Linked DNA regions of Pan troglodytes: region 1 is linked to region 2. Evidence: chromatin contacts called from public Hi-C data. All regions are on one chromosome and are shown on one strand. The core of a region is the stretch at or near the end of the contact, and the rest is flanking DNA. Distances in the headings are between cores, read along the strand shown.

Evidence for each region. Hi-C and Micro-C count contacts between places; a contact is called where the count stands out from the background.
Region 1: a Hi-C map of stem cell-derived neural progenitor cells shows a contact between it and region 2, with 3 times the contacts expected there. The contact joins two enhancer-like sites. A contact is called at or near these places in 4 of 7 Hi-C or Micro-C datasets (blood, induced pluripotent stem cells and stem cell-derived neural progenitor cells) and 1 of 1 datasets of contacts at active chromatin or transcription factors (stem cell-derived excitatory neurons).

The regions. Positions count from the first base shown.
Region 1 is chr9:128,414,222-128,417,036 of NHGRI_mPanTro3-v2.0_pri, reverse strand. All of the region lies in intron 5 of KIRREL3 (kirre like nephrin family adhesion molecule 3), which reads left to right. Among named protein-coding and RNA genes, the nearest start is that of ST3GAL4, 75 kb to the right of the region's middle. Within about 2 kb of position 1,561, at least 7 of the 24 cell types and tissues checked have an H3K27ac peak or open chromatin away from gene starts, as enhancers often do. A contact at or near this core is called in stem cell-derived neural progenitor cells, where this site is marked.
Region 2 is chr9:128,254,766-128,257,942 of NHGRI_mPanTro3-v2.0_pri, reverse strand. The region is part of intron 2 of DCPS (decapping enzyme, scavenger); the gene reads right to left. Among named protein-coding and RNA genes, the nearest start is that of DCPS, 16 kb to the right of the region's middle. Within about 2 kb of position 1,927, at least 13 of the 24 cell types and tissues checked have an H3K27ac peak or open chromatin away from gene starts, as enhancers often do. A contact at or near this core is called in stem cell-derived neural progenitor cells, where this site is marked.

The DNA.
Region 1 (2,815 bases), core at 312-2,811, 160 kb before region 2:
CTGCCCGACCTTCAAGTTAGCAAAGCAAAAGGAAAGGGGCAGGCCCGGCACGGTGGTTCATGCCTGTAATCCCAGCATTTTGGGAGACCAAGGCAGGTGGATCACCTGAGGTCAGGAGTTCGAGACCAGCCTAGCCAACATGGTGAAACCCCATCTCTACTAAAAATACAAAAATTAGCCGGGCGTGATGGCGGGCACTTGTAATCCCAGCTACTCAAGAGGCTGAGGCAGGAGAATCGCTTGAACCCAGGAGGCAGAGGTTGCAGTGAGCCGAGATCATGCCATTGCACTCCGGCCTGGGCAACAAGAGTGAAACTCTGTCTCAAAAAAGATAAATAAATAAAAAATGGAAAGGGGCAATTGGGGAAGAGCGATTTACTCCAACAAATGCAGGTGGCTCTTATCCACAAGGAGGAATTGAGGTAAGAAGTGATGAAAAGCAAGGCCGAAGAGTCAGCAGTGGCCAAGAAGTTCAGACTATTTAGATGGCAATGAGGGACTTTCAGAGGATTTGAAACAGAGGAATGCTAGACATTCAGCACATGGTGGGTGAATTACTGGTTGACTGGATAGGTGAATATTCAGACTTCTGTAACAGTCACTCTGGAAAAGCACAGAGGACTAGGAGGTGGAGGGGAGAAGCACTATTGTAATCCAAGCACAAAAGGATGATGGCTGAGCCAGGAAGCCTGTGGGAATGGAAAGAGACAAATCTGAGCGATACTTCAGAGGGTTAACCAGGCTAGTTGGCAAGGCAGGGTGACTGAGAGTGGAATCCAGAAAGACCCCCAGATTTCTGACTTGGTCCCCAAACAGTGGGGCCATTCTCCAAAATACAGAATATGGGGATGGATGGGTGTCTGGGAGAGGTGCTGAGTGTGGTGTCACACCTGCTGAGCTTCGAAGGCCCATGGACAGTTGGGTCATGACTCTGGAGCTCAAGAGAGAGGTCTGGCCTGAGATGCTTCTTTGGAATTTATCAGCTTAAAGATGTGAGTTGAGTTCACAGAAAAGTGAAGGTTTTCCATTAGATAGTGTGTCAAATGAGATATGGCCAGCAAGAGCTAACTAGGGAAGACCAGCATTTAAGGAATGGGAAGAAAACAAAAAGTAACAACCAGAGAGGAAGGAGAAAAGCCAGGAGGGAATCCCGGAGGCCAATTTAGGATGTATCTATTCCCTGCCCAGTGTTACTTTCCTTCTAGTACTTATCAACACCTAACCTTATATTATGTATGTATTTGTGTATTCATTTATTGTCTGTCTCTCCCACTAGAAGGTAAACTCCACTAGGGCAGAAACTTCTTGTCCCTAGTGTTTAGAAAGGGCCTGGCGTATAGTAGGTGCTCAATACGAATTTCTCCAAACATTGTTCGGCTACCACTGGGAAGCTGACTCTTAAAACCAGGTCAGCTCCCTCTTGTCTCTACATCCTGCAGTTCTCCATTGTGGCCATTAGGTGGCGCATCTGTATAAGTGAGGAAACCGGAGGCTGGGATTACACGCGGCCCAGAACCTGAGAACCGGGCAAAACCACAAAAGGCAGCAAGGAGCTGGGCGGACTACAAACAACATTCGTCCGTTCCCTTAGCAGACATCGCCAAAGCACCAACTGCGAGCCAGGCTCATGCTTCCTGGGGCCCTCTGAAATTCAGATTGCGGGGAGGGAAGGGAGGAGAGTACCTGCCAGGTCTGAATGCCCCCTGGGACAGGCAGAGAGCCTGCTTCGCAGAGCTGTAGGGCCAGGACAAAGGCAGGGGTTAATGGAAGGGCTGCTGCAGCTGCAAGGATAGTCTGGGAGCTGCTCTAACTCCAACAGAACATGTTGTAGGGTCAAAATCTCGAGTCTAAATTCCAACTTCACCACTTATGGCTGTGTGGTCTTTGCCAAGTAATTTGCCCTCTCTGAGTCTCAGCTTCTTAACCTATAAAATGAAGACCCTAATAGTCCCTGCCTCAAAAGATATTGAGAATAAAATGAGAGGACCTTGGCTCAGCACTTTTCACACAGCCACAAACCTAAATATTATTCCTAAAAATTAGACATAATAACCTACATTTGTATAGCCTTTTACAATGTTCTCTGTGTATCTTTCATATTGTAAGGTAATCCTCATGATAACCCTGCAAGATAGGTATTTTTATTATCTCACTTCCCAGATAAGAGGATTAAGGTTGTCGGATTATATATCTTGTCCACTATCATATGGCTCACAAAGTGATCGACTCAAGTCAAGTTCTGCTCAGCAAATGCATATGCCACCCTGTGCCCTGTGCAGCAGGCAGGCACTCTGCTGGGAGATGGGGATCCAGATGGAGATCACGGTTCAGGGAAGAGACACACACAGAGAGATTTCCATAGGATGCGGTAGCTAGTGAGTCGGGGGATGCCCAGGATGCTGTGGGATCATAGACAGAAGCCCTATACACTTGGCCCAACTGGCAGATTCTAGAAAGGCCGCTCAGAGAGGGTGCCCTCTGAACTAAGTCTCAAAGGGTGTGTAAGAGTGACCCAGGAGAAGACCAGTGGTCCAGGAGAACGCCAGCATTCCAAGCTAAAGAAACGGCATACACAAAGGAAGCTGTTCTGAAACAAGATCGTGTAACTCCAAAGCTAGTAAGCAGGGAGCAGTCTGCCCCTTTCTCTGGCTGGGCCCGGGGGAGCGAAGGGAGCAGGAAGCCTGTGAAGGGATCAAGGGTCCCCACACGTGCTCTTTGTCCAGCGAGCCTTCCCTTCATAGCACTTGTCAGTTTGTCATGATTTCTACCTCGGAACCCTTAGAGCAGCACTCCTCCAGCTTGAAAATGTATGTGA
Region 2 (3,177 bases), core at 678-3,177:
ACAGGAGTGAGCCACCTTCCCTGGCCACCTGGTATGTCACCCTCTCCAGACATTTCTGCTGTACTCTCCTGCTGGGGCAAGGAAGGAACAAGTTCCATATGAAATGGGAAAGCAGACTTGAGGGACTGCTGGCCAAGGTGTCATCTCTCAGATCCAGTTACCGCTCCTCCCTACGTATCCTAGGTTTGGAAATTTTGTTGTCTCCTCTCCTTTTTTTTCTGGAGACAGGGTCTGGCTCTGTCTCCCAGGCTGGAGTGCAGCCTGTATGTCCTGGACTGAAGTGATCTTCCCGTCTCAACCTCCCAGGTAGCTGGGACTATAGGCGCACACCACTACAACTGGCTGATTTTTGTATTTTTTGTAGATATGGGGTTTTGCCACGTTGCCCAGGATGGTCTCAAACTCTTGGGCTCAAGCAATCCACCCACCTTGGCCTCCCAATGTGTTGGGATTAGGGGCATGAGCCACTGCACCCGGCCCTTGTAGTCTTGATGGGTTAATTTTTTTTTAAGAATATTCCTTTAATATCATTGTCAGAGCAGGCTATAAAGGAAGTAGGTGGGCATTCAAACTGTCCCCTTTGCACTAGAAGCCCATGTCCCTGTCCTCCTGTCTCCCTTATGATGCTTTACTTTCAATCTTTGCTGTTTGTTGCCACGTGACATACTTGCTTGTTCTTTAAGATCATCTCCAGTGGAACATCAAGTCCACGAGAGCAGGGACTCTGTTTCGTATACTGTGTGTGCAGTGCCTAAGATAACACCCGACACTGATTAGACCTCACAGTACAGTCTGTAGAACAGAATATATTATGGCCAGGCACCGTAGCTCACGCCTGTAATCCCAGCACTTTGAGAGGCCGAGGCAGGTGGATCACTTGAGGTCAGGAGTTTGAGACCAGCCTGGCCAGGATGGTAAAGATGGAGAGTCAAGACTGCCTCACTACACTCCAGCCTGGGTGACAGAGCAAGATTCCATCTCAAAAAAAAAAAAAAAAAAAAATCTGAAAGGACACACTCTGAGATGTTAAGAGAGATCAATCCTGGATGATGGAGTTATATATATTTACATATCACTTGTGTAACAAATATGTTAAAAGGAAGCTACCCCTTAAAACTGAGCCCCAGAGATGTTGAGTAATTTGCCCAAGGACACACAGCTATTAATAGTGGCAGAGATGAGATATGAACCCAGGCAGTCTGGTTCCTCTATGCAATACTCCCGTATCCCAAAGGCCCAACCTCTTTCGGGCCGTTCCTAAGATACCTGTGGTGGGGCCATGTTTTCCAAAAGCAGCCCTATCAGATAGGAGAAACATGACTAGTTCCAATTCTTCCTAGAGACACGTAAACAGCTGTCAGCGAAACCAGAGGGCAAAATGAGGTGCCAGAGCAAGTGAGGTCCAGACGGGGGGTGTGGTCAGACATGCAGAGATGACACTGCTCATGCTCTGCTTGTGCCCTCCACGATGCTTCCTGGGGAGCTCAGGGAAGGAGAGTCCACTCCCCTGAGCTCTGGAGAGCCGTGTGAGGACAGCCTTACCAGGGGATACTGTGGCCAAATGCTGCGGGACAGCAGGTTCTGGGGGGAGCACAAAGAGACGGAAGAGGACCTTGTTTCCAGACTGGCTTACAACTAGAAACAATAGCTGTTTTGGCCTACATTTGTGGTACCATCCTGTCCCCTACCACCTCCCCTACCAAGCATAGCAGTGTTAGATTATGGGGTGGGAGGCATGAAGGGGGAAGTCCCAGAAGAGGGGCCTGGTGGAGTTCAGGGCAGCAGCTCTTCATCTACAGGATGTTCTAGCGGCGAGAATGATGATAGTGATGCCTCCAGCTGAAAAGCGCCCCTCTAGGCATATGTTCCTTCTCTCTGCAGCTCAGATGAGCAGGCTGATGTGCCCCGGACTAACACAGCTCTGACTTGTCCATCAAGACCCTGAGGATCTGCTGCAAGCCCTTCCCTAATAAATAAAGCCACCCTTTGTCCCCCATCTAGACACAAAAGCCCAACTGCTCTCAGAGGTGGGAGGCAGGGCTATCTAGAGGAAAGTTAAGAGCAGCTGCCTCTCTGCTCCCTGCCAAAGCTAGCTTAGCCAAATCCCCAGGAAAATGCTGCTGCACATGAAACATGAAAACACAAACCACAGACAGTCTGCTCTCCTTCCCATACACATGTTCAAACAAGACTGCTTTCCAGCCGTTGCTGATGGCTTCTACAGGATGAGCTCATCTCTATGGCTCAGTCTGTGGCTTTTGCTTCCCCTTTGCTCGGAGGAGCCAGCTTAACTTATTTAACCCAGATGTGCAGGCCCAGGAGCACTGAGAAGAAGCAACAGCAATGCATGATCTGAGTCGAAGCCCACCCGCCATCTCCTCTCCACAAGAGCCAGGCAGAGGCAGCCAGGGACGGGTCAGATAACTGGACTCCGTGAGGCATGCCAGAGAAAGCCTGAAAGAACGAGAGGTTGGTGGGAGGCTCTCCTGGATCTGCCTTCTCTTTCCTCCTCTGTGGGATGTCCCCTGGCTAGGCGACACTCTCCTCAGCCCTGGCTGCATGGTAACGGGGAGACCAGGCCAGAGGGTGGAGGGAAGGCTGGCTGCCGTGGATCTTAAGTCATCCTCTGGTCCCAGGCCAAGCAAGGCAGGGTGTTCTCTGTCCTACATTACAGAAATACTGAAAGTGCTCAAGTGAAGCCCGAAGAGACCTCCACGTCAAGGATAAACACGGCTGAAGGGTGTGGTCAGGATCCTACTGGAAACTTCAACCACTCCACAGCAAGCCTCTAACCACTAATTACCTGTCTCTAGGAAAGCACAGAGCTGCTATTAGAGACAGAGGAGAGGCAGACGCTGACTTTAGCAAGACCCTGGATCTGACAGGCTTCTTGTACAAACCCTCAGCTCCTTCCCTCCCTCTCGCTAGTCCTCTGAAGTCCAGAAAGCAGAGGGGGTAGGGAGGCAACAGCACCTGATGGCAAAACTCCAGGGTCTCCTGGCCCACAAGCAAATTTGGTAACTCCAAATGCAGCCCTGGGGTGGCAGGAGAGGCCCTCAGTTACAACGGATAGAGAGTGCGAAACGCGACTTCAGGATGGCTGTGGGGCTAATGGCACTCTGCAAAGCTCCGCGTGAACAGGAAGAGCAAGAGCTAATGTGCAGTGTGTCAGGGAGC